Linked DNA regions of Callithrix jacchus: region 1 is linked to region 2. The links are chromatin contacts, called in public Hi-C maps. All regions are on one chromosome and are shown on one strand. Each heading gives the region's core, a stretch centred on a gene start, on an enhancer-like site or on the middle of the called end of the contact. The rest is flanking DNA. Distances are from core to core; before and after follow the strand shown.

Region 1 (6,650 bases), core at 1,242-3,741, 260 kb after region 2:
TTCAAGCAATTCTCCTGCCTCAGCCTCCTGAGTAGCTGGGATTACAGGCATGCACCACTGTGCCTGGCTAATTTTGTATTTTTAATAGAGACAGGGTTTCTCCATGTTGGTTAGGCTGGTGTTGAACTCCCAACCTCAGGCAATCTGCCTGCCTCGGCCTCTCAAAATGCTGGAATTACAGGCATGAACCACCACACCCAGTGGGACACAGACTTTCATGCCATTATTGGCGTGACAAGAAACATTCCTGGAAATAATAGATGACAAATAAAGAAAAATAAATAAATAAATAAAACAAGAAACATTCCTGGAACAGTAATGACTTTGAGCCAGGCACTCTGCTAAGCACATTGCATATATGAATTTGTAGTCCTTTTGACAGCCATTGCAAAAGGATCTGCCTTTACAGAAGAGGATTCAGACTCACAAACATGATTGATTTAAGGTCACAATTTAGTAAACATGGAACATGGATTCTGAACTAAGATCTGTCCCCCATCCAAAGCCAGTTATTTCCACTACACTATATCAGAATAAACCAAGTGGTGTGGAACACTGAAATGGGAGCATCTAAATCTAATTTGAATGTATATAGTTATTATGTCTGGGAAGACTACATAGGAGAGTATTTCCAATTTGGGTTAAAAAAGGTGGTCCCTCCTCCCTAATGTTGCTGAATGTGTAAAGAAAAAAAAAAGATGGTTCAGGCATCAAGAGCAGAGGTAATCAGGGACATAAACTTGGGACCTATTCAGAGAACAGAAGGTTGGGTGGGATGTGGGGGAAGAGAGGCAGAATATAAGGCTAGAATCAGATTGCACAGGGCCTTGAAGGCCATGCTAAAGAAGGATGACCTCAAACCAAAGTTCAAGGATTCCCAACCTGGGCCATGTGTACTGAGGAGTCCCCTAAGGTGATCAAGTATGAGAAACCACAGGTAAATGTGGTATATTGCCTGGAATGTCAATTTTACTAAAAGGCTTGAGTGGGGGGAGGCAATCTTCTGTTATCCTATAAAATATGTATTATGGGGGATTGAATGTAAAATCATATGAATTTAAAAAATAAAACTAGGATTTCAGACATGTCCCTTTATTGTCTGCTCTCCAATAAATAAATTGTTGGAAATAGTCCATTCTTTGCTGCCATTAGGGATAGCTTAGTAATGGAGCCATGGAAAGCATTGTGATAGGTGATGGGAAACCATGGATTTAACTCTATTGAGGGTTCAAAAGTAGGGCTGGATGGGATTCAAAGATGAATAGGAAGTGACTGTTTTTGGAGAACTTTCCATCAGGCTTTATGAAACTGATGATTCTTAACAGGAAAACAAATAAAGTAGGTAAACTTCCTCTCCTCTTCCCCATCTCCTTGACATGTTCCTTTTCTACCTCATTCATTTTTTTTTTTTCTTGAGATGCAGTTTTGCTCTTGTTGCACGGGCTGGAATGCAATGGCACGATCTCGGTTCACTGCAACTCCACCTCTCGGGTTCAAACAATTCTCCTGCTTTAGCCTCCCAAGTAGCTAGGATTACAGATGTACGACACCACGCAGGGCTAATTTTGTATTTTTATTAGAGCTGGAGTTTCACCAGGTTGGCCAGGCTGGTCTTGAACTCCTGACCTCAGGTGACCTGCCCGCCTTGGCCTCCCAAAGTGCTGGGATTATAGACGTGAACCACCGTGCCCGGCCTCATTCATTCTTTAATTAAAAAAAATTTGTTGCATACTAACTCCCTCACTGTGTGACCTTGGACAAATTACTGAATCTCTCTGTACTTTAGTTTCCTTATCTGTAGAATGGGGATAATAATAATACCTAACTCACAGTATCACTGTGAATGCATAATGAGAATTAGAGTTAATTCACATACAGCTCTTAGAAATAGAGCCTGGAACAAAGTTCAACACTATTAGCTGCTATAACAGTGACGTTGCTACACCCTTCACTGCTACTGTGTTCCAGTCAACATCTATCCATAGCCATTTATCGCTTAGCTAATTCATGTTGGTGGCCAAGGCGGGTCTGGGAGGAATAGAAATGAATCCGATTTCCCATTGCACTTTGTCCAGCTACACTTGGCACATGTAGAAGGTCCTCAAAATGCTTGCTGAATAGATAAACGAGTGTCTTCCTATTGAACTGCAAATTCTTTCACGGCAGGGATAATATTCCTAGCTGTCATATCTCTAGAACAACGCACCTGGTGAGGCACGCAGTAGGCGCTTAGAGATTATACATGGATAGATGACTGAAGGCGAAAAATCACTAAGGCTACAAAGCGGGCATAGATAAGGCGATGCAGAGAGACCGCCCCCAGTTTCAGGAAGGGTATTAGTCTTTGAAGTGTGTCTGCCGGAGCCCTCACCTGCGCGAGGGCTTCTGGGAGGCGCAGGCTCGCCTTGCTCGCCCCTGGATCCCGGGAGAATGCCCCGGAAGGCATCAACCCTACGCCCCGCCCCCTCCGCCGGCCCACGTCACCGTCTCTGGGCCAGCGCGAACCATGGCCGGCTTGGTGGATTTCCAAAATGAGGAAGAGGTGAAGTCCTTTTTGGAGAACATGGAAGTGGAGTGCAACTACCATTGCTACCACGAGAAGGATCCGGACGGTGAGCGCTTCCAGCGCAGCCCGAGGACGCGTCAGGGAGGGGCGGGCCAGGAGAGGTTGGGTCTGCGACCTCGGAGAGGCTGGTGAAGGAATCGCGTGCTGGGCGGGAGACGGAGTCTGTGTATCGTGGTGATCGTGTGTGTTGGGAAGGGCAATGTGTCCTGCGAAGACCGAGCCTGGAGGCCGGGGCGGATAGGAAGAGACGTGCTGGGGCTTTTGGGTTAGGGACTGGGGATCCATCGGTGAACAGATAAAACTCCCTGCCCTCGTGGAGCTTGCATGCTAGTGCGGGGAGTCGAGCAATAAGCCTCAAGTAATCCATGAAATCGTGTTCCAAAGTAGTAAGAGCCGTGGAAAAAGGACTGGGGAAGGGTATCTGGAGGTCAGGAAGGGGCTTTTAAATCTAGTGATCAGGGAAGATCACTGAGAAAGTGGCATTTGAATAAAGCCTTGAAGAAGGTAATGGAGTGAACCATGCAGATCTTTGCTAGGCAAATAGATCTAGCAAAGAGGCCCTGAAGCACGAATGTGTCCCGTGTTTTTTTTTTTTTTTTTCTTACGAAGAGGCCCTCAAGCATGAATATGTGCCGTGTGTTGTGTGAACATTGAATTGACTTGAGAGTAGTAGGTGGATGGTGGTGACCAGAGGGGTCCACCCAGAGCAGCCAGTATCTTTGGGTGGTTTTCTTTCTGCTTTATTTTTGTGTTTTACATTTTCTTTCTTTTTTGAAATGGTATCTCACCATGTTGTTCAGGCTGGTCTGGAACTCCTGGGCTCAAGTGATCCTCCCGCCTTTGATTAATTACAGGCATTAACCACTGCTTACTGCCTACTTTTAAATTTTTTATTTGTTTTTATTGTTTGGAGACTGAGTCTCACTCTGTCACCCAAGCTGGAATGCAGTGGTGTGTTCTCAGCTCACTACAACCTCCACCTCCTGGGTTCAAGCAATTATGCCTCAGCCTCCTGAGTAGCTGGGATTACTAGTGCCCACCACCACGCTAATTTTTGTATTTTAGTAGAGACAAGGTTTCATCATGTTGGCCAGGCTGGTCTCAAACTCCTGACCTCAAGCAGTCCACCCACCTTGGTCTCCCAAAGTGCTGGGATTACAGGTGTGAGCCACTGCGCCTAGCCTTAAAAAAAAAAAAAAAAAAAAAAATTTATTTATTTTTTTCATATGCTGCTTAAACTGAATTTTTTTTTTTTTTTTTAAATAAAGGTCTGGTGTGGTGGTACAAGCCTGTAATCCCAGCTCTTTGGGAGGCTGAGGTGAGGCGGGAGGATCACTTGAGGCCAGGAATTCAAGACCAGTCTAGGCAACATGGTGAGACCCCATCTCTATTAAAACAAACAAACAAACAAAAAAGTGGAAGTGGCCCTACCTTCTAATAGCTTGCAGTCTAGTTTACAGAGATGACATAGCTATTCCTTGACGTTAATCATAACATAGACCATAACATAACCACGATATAAATAACATAGTCATGACAGAGTTGCTCTGCAGTATGATGAAGAACCTGGGGTTGTTCTTTGAGGGCTGGTCCATGTCCTAAGTGTAGAAAGAACTTAGAGGAATTGGGTTCACTAAGGAACAGGGTGGTTAGGGAAGACTTTGAGGGGAGGTCTGGAGGGCTAGGCAAGCATTGATTAAATGGAGGAGATGCTGGGAGAAGAAAGTGCTATCTTTTTTTTTTTGAGACGGAGTTTCACTCTTACCCAGGCTGGAGTGCAATGGCACAATCTCAGCTCACCACAGCCCTGTGCCTCCTGGGTTCAGGCTATTCTCCTGCCTTAGCCTCCTGAGTAGCTGGGATTACAGGCACATGCCACCATGCCCAGCTAATTTTTTGTATTTTTAGTAGAGACTGGGTTTCACCATGTTGACCAGGATGGTCTCGATCTCTTGACCTCGTGATCCACCCACCTCGGCCTCCCAAAGTGCTGGGATTACAGGCTTGAGCCACCGTGCCCGGCCCGAAAGTGCTATCTTTTGGAAAGTTGAAATCAGGATGTAGTAGTTTGAATTGGGAGTCTGGGCCTCAGTATGTCAGGGCTTGAATGCCAGGGTAAGGAATGTAGACTTTGCTCTCTAGGCAGTGGAGAGCAAAACATGTCTGAGAAGCAAGTTTGTAGTAGTGTACCTTGGAGAATATACAGGGCAATGTAATGGGGAAGGGTGGACGTATCAGAAGGACTGGCTGCAGCATTTTGGGAGACCTAAGAAGAGGCTGTAGTTACCATAGCAATTGGTGTAGTAGTTTCCTTGCATGTCACTCTCTTACCTGGCTAACTGAAATCGCCTTCTAATCTGTCCCTCTCTTTGCACTTTACTCCCTTAAAATCCATTTCTACTCACAGATAAACTGATACTTTAATTTTGTTATGTTAAATATTAGATTTTAAAATAACATGTTTGTTGTCAATGCCCAATCATATGCCCTCACACACTTAAATTCCTCCGTACTCACCCAGGCATATATGAACCTATATACCAGAGTAACCTTTTTTGGGGGAGGGGGTGGTGGTGGTGGTTGTTTGTTTTTGGTGGGGTTTTTTTTTTTGTTTGTTTTTTTGAGACAGGGTCTTACTCTGTTGCCCAGGCTGGAGTGCAGTGGTGCAATCTCAGCTCTCTTCAACCTCTGCCTCCCAGGTTCAAGCGTTTCTGCCCTAGCCTCCCAAATAGCTGAGATTACAGGCATGTGCCACCACACCTGCCTTTTGTTTATTTTCTGAGCCAGAGTCTTGCTCTGTTGCCCAGGCTTGTGTGCAGTGGCACAATCTCGGCTAACTGCAGCCTCCACCTTCTGGGTTTAAATGGTTCTCCTTCCTCAGCCTCCCGAGTAGCTGGAATTACAGGCGCCTGCCACCAAAACTGGATAATTTTTATATTCTTAGTAGAGACAGGGTTTCACCATGTTGGCCAGACTGGTCTCGAACTCCTGACCTCAAGTGATCCACTTGCCTTGGCCTCCCAAAGTGCTGGGATTACAGGTGTGAGCTGCCATGCCTGGCCTGAATCATACTACTTCTTTTCTTAAAACCCTCCAGTGGTTTACCATTTAAGTTGGAATAAAATCCTAACTCTATCCTATGTTCTACAAGGCCTGTGGCCTGGTCCCTACCTTCCTTCCTCATTTCTTGACCCTCCGGTTTGGTTCAGTCAGGTTGTACCTTACTCATGCCAAACTTATTCTTTTTCAGGTCTTTGTATTTACTGTTCCTTATGCCAGGACTTTGTGCTCCTGCCCATTTCATTGTCTTTTTATTTCATTTTTTATTTGAAATTTTTTCTCAAGTCCTTAGCCCACTCCCATTTCATTGTCTTTTTTTTTTTTTTTTTAAGAGATGGAGTCTCACTCTGTCACTCAGGATGGAGTGCAGTGGTGTGGTCTCGGCTCACTGCAACCTCCGCCTCATGGGTTCAAGCAATTCTCCTGCTTCAGCCTCCTGAGTAGCTGGGACTACAAGTGCTCACCACCACTCCTGGCTAATTTTTGTATTTTTAGTAGAGATGGGGTTTCGCCATGTTGGCCAGGCTGGTCTCAAACTCCTGACCTTGTGATCTGCCCACCTCGGCCTCCCAAAATGCTGGAATTACAGGCGTGAGCCACCATACCTGGCCTTCATTGTCTTTAAATACCTAGTGCTTTCTTGTTATTGAGGTCACAGTCCTTGGTGAGGCTCTCCCCAGTGGCCCAGTCTTTGTTAGCTATTCACCCAAAGTGGACAGCAAACAGTTACCATCCTATTTCAGTCATAGCATTTAGTTATTTATTTGTATAAATTTAAGGGGTACAAGTGCAGTTTTATTACATAAGTATATTGCCTGGTGGTGAAGTCTGGGCTTTTAGTGTAACTGTCATCCAAATAATGCACTTGTACCCATTAGGTAACTTCTTATCCCTCACCGCCCTCCCACCCTTCCCAGACTCCACTGTCTATTATTCCACCCTCTCTATGTCCATGTGTACACTTTATTTAGCTCCCACGTATAAGTGAGAACATGCAGTATTTGACTTTCTGTTTGAGTTGTTA
Region 2 (7,461 bases), core at 1,612-4,111:
CATCTATCTCACCTTTGAGCAGCTCCATAGTTTCTGACCATGCATGTTTTAGAATGTCTTGCTTTCTCTTTTCTCCGTGGCAAACATCTATTTATCCTTCTACAGCAAGGGTTGGCAAACTAGGGTCTGCAGGCCAAATCCAGCCCACCTCCTGCTTCCATAGGCCCCATGATATGCAAATATTTTTTCCACATTTTTCAATGTTTGCAAAGCAAATCTAAAGACTCCTTTGTTATGTTAAAATTAAATGTAATTCACATTTCAGTATCTGTAGTTTTATTAAAATACATTCATGCTCATTTGTTTACTTGCCATCTATAAGTAGCAACAATATCTGATGGTCTACAAAGCATAAAAACATTCACTATTTGGTCCTTTGCTGATATTATTCTACAGTGGTGGTTCAGATGTTAACTCTTCTATAAAGCCTTTCCAAAACCACCTTTCCTAGCAGCTAGTTAGTCCTTTTCACCAGTTTCCAAAGCATTTTGCCATCATCCTCTGACCACCAGGTCATTTCATCCTATCTTTTACTTGTACTTCTCACCACATCTCTTTTTGTTTTTAAAGACACACTTTCACTCTTTCACCCAGGCTGGAGTGCAGTGGTTCGATCTCAGCTCACTGCAACCTCTGCCTCCCAGGTTCCAGGGATTCTCGTGCCTCAGCTTCCAGAATAGCTGGGATTACAGGCACACCACCATGCTTGACTATTTTGTATTTTTAGCAGACGGGGTTTCACTATGTTGGCCAGGCTAATCTCGAATTCCTGACCTCGATTTTGGACTCCCAAAGTGCTGGGATTACAAGCATGAGCCACCACACTTGGCCTCTCACCACATATCTCAAGAGCAAAAATACTGTATCTAATTAGTCTTTGAAAATCACAGGCACTGTTAAAAGTAGGTACCTACCATTTGTTCAACAAAATCAAGGAAGAATGAAAGGCAAGCTTACAATATTTGCCTCAAAATACAGAATGAAGCACAACAGTTAAGGATATTGTTATAATTACTCTACATTACATCAAAATTTATATTCTCAGCCCTATCAAAATACTACTTAAACGCAGACCAATGACAAATGTACCTAAAATATTACATGGAGATACACAGGGAACATTGTTACATTAAGTGAAAGGGATTCCAGTAGATTCCCTATTTTAAAGATTTTATTAGAGGAAATAATCTAGGAGATAACTGTCCTACTTTCACAAAAACAAAGCTTCCCAAGCACAGAAACAAATGGATTTATCTGTGAACTCAGTCCCAGAATAAAGACTAGCAAAAAGTCAGTACAGTACTCAAAAAATACTTTTGTGGCATGAAAAAAGGGCAGGTACAGTTGTAGAACTGTGCCATCTTTGGTTTCTGTTCACAATTGTTTAAAACAATTCTCATCCATCCAGTCTGTTCTCCCACACCTCAGATGAGGAAAGTCAATGGTCAATGCTCTGTAATATCCCAAGTAGGATCCAATCTAAGCAATTCCTATCCACCTGAAGTCTGTTCTCTGGAGGGATTTCCCAGGATGCGACAAGATAGTTCTCCATTCTCTTTAGTCTCAACTTATGCTGTAAACCCAAGGCTTGACACAAACACAGGCAGGAAAGTTTGAGTGAATCTGTCACAACAGCTCTAGTACAGTATTGCATTCATATGCTCTGGAGACCTTCAGCTTATTCTTCCCAGAAAAATAATGTGCAGTGGAGATAAGAAGCCATGGCTTCCCCCCGACCCCCCACCTCCTCTGGTTAGTGCAGGCTCTGGCTCAGATACTGAAGAAACATGTTGGCCAGTTGAGGCAAGTTCTCATTGTTGGGATGCATTTTAGTGTACGAAATAAACTGGCGACGAAGGCGACTCAGTTCTGCCATGGTAAAGGGCCGGGTAAACCGCAAGCGCTCTGTGGTACCAGGAAGCGTGAGCAAGTCCCCGGGGAGAGCGCTCTTCTGCGCTTCCATCAGTCCGGCCAATACTTGACTCGTGACCTGGTCCAGCTGGTGCAGAAAGCTGCCGGAGGCGAGAGGCTGGGACTGCGTAGACTGATGGGGTGGTGGGGCCCGGTTCTCAAACAGGGCAGAGCGGATCTCTGCCAGAGGCAATGGCTCCTCTAAGCCCACCAAAGTGAATAAAGGCCGGTCCCAGCGATTCCGAGAATCGGGAGCCTCAAAGCGCAGCGTAAGGGCCTCCAGGAGTTCGGGAGAGTAAAAGGCACTAGACACATGTTTTGCAGATTTCTCTGATTCCGGAGTCACGAGAGCTGGTGACTCTGTAGCCCCGGTTTCTTCTAGCTCCAGTTCCTGAGGTACGTCGGCCTGTGCACTTCCATTTACTGTGGAGCCCGCAGTATGCAGTTCCCTGGGGACACTGCTGCCGGCCGCCAGGGGTCTCCCGTCCTTCTCAGCGCGTGGTCGCCAACTCACACTGACGTTCAGGCCCGGGTTGTCGTTCGCGCCCGCCACCTCAGGTACAGCATTCGGGCCGCCGGGACGTACGCAGTAGACCAAGCACAGTGGGGTGCGCGCTGCCCGCGACAGGCAGTAGAGCTCGTAGCGGAAGCCTTTGATGTAGTTAAGCGAGTCCAGGATGACCACGTCGTGACGACTCAGGTGCCGCTCCACGGAGGCTCGCAGAGCTCCACGCAGTGCCTTCTCACGGGCAGAATCGCCGTACACGGTTGGGTCCTCTGCGCCCAGCACAGCCGCGTCGTCTACCACGTACACCCCGCGGCCCTCGGCAGCCAGGGCCACGCGCAACTCTTCAACACGCCGGCTCTTGCCGCTGTACGGCAGCCCGCAAAACACCACAAGCGGCATCCTCTCAGGGAGCGACCGTATACCACCGCGCGGCGCCAACTTCCGGGTTGTCCGCGTCCCGACGTACGCCGGAAGTGCAAACTGCTCTTCCTGTCCCTTGACTCTTACAGACCTTGTTTCTATGGAAACAGTTCTATGCCAACTAGGAGAAAGCTCTCAGAAAGAAGATGCAGAGACTAGAATGGCATCAGTTATTTATGCCAAGTGTTATAGGCCTCAGGAGAATGTGATCTCCCTGCTGCCAAAGCCTGCCTATCCATTTATTAATAAGGCCTCAGGAGAATTAAATATTATAAGCAGCACTATATTTAGCTTATAGAAGGCAATTCATAAATGCTGGTTCTCCTTCATTCCTCCTCTTACACCTACTGGCTCTCAGTAAATGTTTACTAAATTGCCATTTCAATCATTCAACATCTTCATGGTTGGTAATTCAAAGATGAACATAAAACTGTTTCCCCACAAAAGATAAAAGGGTCTGCAGGAGGCGGAGGTTGCAGTGAGCGGAGATCAAGCCACTGCACTCCAGCCTGGCGCCTGGCGACAGAACAAGACTCTGTCTCAAAAAAAAAAAAAAAAAAGATAAAGGGTCTGAAGGCTCAGGCACCTACAATCAGAGTAATAAATACTATAATGGATAGATGCAGGTGAGGTTATAAAAGAACAGAAGGGAAAAACAAACTACTCAGAGAAATCATTGAAGACTTAATGTAAGAATATTCATTTGACTTAGAACTTGAAAGACAAATGGGAATTTTTCTCCTTAGTAGGGTTGCCAGATAAAATACAGAATGCCTGGTTAAATTTAAATTTCAGATAAACACCAACATTTTTAAGCTTAAGTGTATCTCAAATAATGCATGGATATATTTTAAATTATTTATCTAAATTTCAAATTCAACTGGGCATCTTTAATTTTTTATTATTATTTACTTACTTTTTTAGAGATGAAGTGTCAGTACGTTGCTCAGGCTGGTCTCAAACTCTTGGGCTCAAGTAACTGTACCACCTCTGCCTCCCAAAGTGCTGAGATTAAAGGTATGTGAGCCAAGATGCCTGGCCTGCATCCTTTATTATTATTATTTTTGAGACAGAGTCTTACTCTGTTGCCCAACCTGGAGTGCAGTGGCATGATCTCAACTCACTGCAACCTCTGCCTCCAGGTTCAAGCGATTCTCCTGTTTCAGCCAACTAAGTAGCTGGGACTACAAGTGTCTGCCATCACACCCAGCTAATTTTTATACTTTTAGTTGAGAAGGGGTTTTGCCATGTTGGCCAGGCTGGTCTTGAACTCCTGACCTCAGGTGATCCACCAGCCTCGGCCTCCCAAAGTGCTGGGATTAAAGGCATGAGCCACAGTGCCTGGCCATCCTTTATTTTTATTTGCTCAATCTGGCAACTCTCTAGCAGAAGGTTTGAGACCCAAGGCTATGGAACTGTTGGATCTCTTCTATAAACATCAAGCACTATAGAATGGTAGGTGAAGAAATGTGAGTGTGCCTGTGTATGTGTGTATACTGTAGGTGCACATATACTGAGGTCTTTGCATCTCTCTGGTACTGTATAGTAAAAAAGATTCAAGTCTTAGCTGTGCCATTTACTAGCATTGTAATTATTGGCAAATTATATAACTTTTCTGTACTTCAATTTCCCCTTCTATAAAATAACAACAGTTATTTCACAGGTGTACCAACTTAGTAGGTTGTTGTGAGGGTTAAATAAATGTAAACACATCTCTTTACTTCACATGAGCACAATGGCTCTTGCCTGTAATCCCAGCGCTTTGGGAGACCAAGGAGGGTGGATCACCCGAGGTCAGGAGTTCGAGACCACTCTGGCCAACATGGTGAAACCCTGCTCTCTACTAAAAATATATTTTTAAAAATTAGCCAAATGTGGTGGCATGTGCCTGTAATCCCAGCTACTCAAGAGGTTGAGGCAGGAGAATTGCTTGAACCCGGGAGGTGGAGATTGCAGTGAGTTGAGACCATGCCACCATTGCACTCCAGCCTGGACAACAAGAGCAAAATTCCATCTCAAAAAACAAAAAAAAGTAAACACAGACCAGTGCTTAGCTTTCCCTCTCATGCCCTGCCTTTCCCTCCTCATGCACTGAATTGTCTGTGCATAAACTAAACCTACTTGAGACTTTAGACTATTCAACTTGACTCTAGTAGGCAGTATGGTATACAAGTTTAAACAGCAGGCTCTGAAGCCAGAGTGTTTACGTCTGCCACTTGCTAGCTGTGTGATCCTGGGCAAGTTATTTTGGTAAACTTAGAAAAACTGTGCCTTACTGTTTTCTTCTCTAAAATTAAGATAACAATAGCACCTACCTCAAAAAGTTGTGAGAATTAAATGAGTTGATTTGCATAATTTAATGCCTAATGCACAGTAGCACTTAGTACAGCTGACCCTTGAACAACAAGGATGAGGGGCACTGACCCCCGCAAGCAGTCAAAAATCTGCATATAACTTTTGACTCCCTAAAACTTAACTACTAATAGCCTACTGTTGACTGGAAGCCTTACTAATAATATATTCAGTTAACACATATTTTGAATGTCATATGTATTATATATTATATTCTTACAATAAAGTAAACTAAAGAAAAGAAATGTTATTAAGAAAATGTTTCCAGGAAGCAGGGGGGAAAAAAAGAAGAAAAGAAAAAGAAAATCATAAAGAAGCAAAAATATATTTAGTACTCATTAAATGGAAGTGGATAATCATAAAGGTCTTCATCCTTGTGTTCACACTGAGTAGACTGAGGAGGAGGAAGAAGAGGAGGGTTGGTCTTGCTGTCTCAAGATGACAGAGGCAGAGGAGGGTGGAAAGGGAGGCCGAACAGGCAGGCACACTTGTTGTAACTTTATGGAACTACATTATAATTTCCGAGTTTTTTGCTTTTTCATTTCTCTCTCTTTTTTATTTTTATTTTTTAGAGGGGGACGGGGAGTGGGAGGGAGACTCATTTCTCTAAAAATATTTCCATCCCATACCAATCCTTTTTCTTTGCTTTAGTTTCAGGGTACATATCATAGAAGAGTCCATGTTGTAAAATAAGTCAAAAGCAGTCCTAAATAATTAGAACCTTCTGCCAGATCTGTTTCCTGGCACTGCTTCTTCTACATGTTTTTCCTTATCATCTGGCACTCATCCCCAGCAAGTTATCTGCTGTTCATTCCTCTGGTGTGGTGTCTATTAGCTCTTGAATTTATCCAAGATCATATCTTAAAACCCTTAACCCCTCACCTTTTTTTTTTTTTTTTTTTTTGCCATATCCACAATCTCTTTCATAATTTTAATTGTCTGTCATAAACCCTGAGAAGTCCTGTAAACACCTGGACACAGTTTTATCCCCCTGGAATTTATTGTTTCAGGCTTGATGGCCTTCACAGCTATTTCTACAACAATGGTGGCATCTTCAATGGTATAATCCTGCTAAACTTTCATGATGTTCTCTCTACTGGGGTTTTCATCCATGTCTTTGACAATCTTTTTTCCATAGAGTACTGTGTGTAATGAGACTTAAAGGTCCTTATCACTCCCTGACATAGTAGCTGATTTAAATATTGTGTTTGGAGGCAAATAGACTACTTTTATGCCTTTGGCGTTGAACTCATGGAGCTTTGGGTGGCCACACTATTGTCCAATATCAAAAGAACTTTAAAAGGCAGTCTCTTACTGGCAAGTCTACTTACTGACTTCAGGAACAAAGCATTAATGGAACCAATCCAGAAAAAGTTCTTGTTGTCTAAGCCTTCTTAGTGCACAACCTAAACACTGGCAGCTGGTGTTTATCTTTGCTATCTTTGCTCTTCAAGGCTGGGGTTAGCAGCTTTATAGACAAGGGCAATTCTGATGACAAACCTGACTCAAACTCCTGGGCTCTGGTAATCGTCCAACCTCTGCCTCCCAAAGTGCTGGGGTTTTTTTTGTTTGTTTGTTTGTTTTTGCATAAAACAGTAGAGTTAGCCTATCTCTTCTTGCCTTCAATCTTGGTATTTGCTTCTTTTCCTTACTATTTTTGTTTTCTTTTCAAAAATTGAAATAGGCTCTTGTTCTGTTACCCAGGCTACAGTTCAGTGGTGTGCAATCAGGGCTCACTGCAGCCTCAATCTTCCAGGCTCAAGCAATCCTCCTATCTCAGACTCCTGTGTAGCTGGAACAACAGGCCCACGCCACCACACCCAGCTAATTTTTGTATTTTTTGAAGAGGTTGGTCTTTCTTACTATTAATGTCCTTTTTGCCATATTTTTTCCACAACAGGGTACCTTAATCTACATTAAACACTTGTTCAAGCAGACATCCTTTCTCTTCAATGATTTTAACAGTGTCCAAGAATTCATTTGCTGCTTCTTGGTCAACACAAGCTGCTTCTCCTGTATCTTGAATTTTTTTTAGCGTCTCACTCTGTCACCCACACTGGAGTATAGTGGCACGATCTCGGCTCACCGAAACCTCTGCCTTCCAGGCCCAAGTGATTCTCCTGCCTCAGCCCCCTCAGTAGATGAGATTACAAGCTCAGACCACTACTGCCTGGCTAATTTTTGTAGAGATGGAGTTTCACCATGTTGGCCAGGATGGTCGTGAACTTTTGACCTCAAATGATCCACCTGCCTTGGACTCCCAAAGTGCT

The links. A called contact is a pair of places that touch in the nucleus more often than the background predicts.
Region 1: a Hi-C map of skeletal muscle shows a contact between it and region 2, with 5 times the contacts expected there. The contact joins the promoter of COA7 here to the promoter of KTI12 in region 2. A contact is called at or near these places in 2 of 3 Hi-C or Micro-C datasets (both in skeletal muscle).

What each region holds. Positions count from the first base shown.
Region 1 is chr7:89,275,954-89,282,603 of calJac240_pri, forward strand. COA7 (cytochrome c oxidase assembly factor 7) reads left to right here and starts at 2,492. Exons shown (of 3, transcript XM_002750827.6): 1 at 2,492-2,612. The coding sequence starts at 2,507.
Region 2 is chr7:89,015,373-89,022,833 of calJac240_pri, forward strand. KTI12 (KTI12 chromatin associated homolog) reads right to left here and starts at 2,862. Exons shown (of 6, transcript XM_078331762.1): 1 at 915-2,862. The coding sequence starts at 2,818. The coding sequence ends at 1,754. All of the region lies in intron 2 of TXNDC12 (thioredoxin domain containing 12), which reads right to left.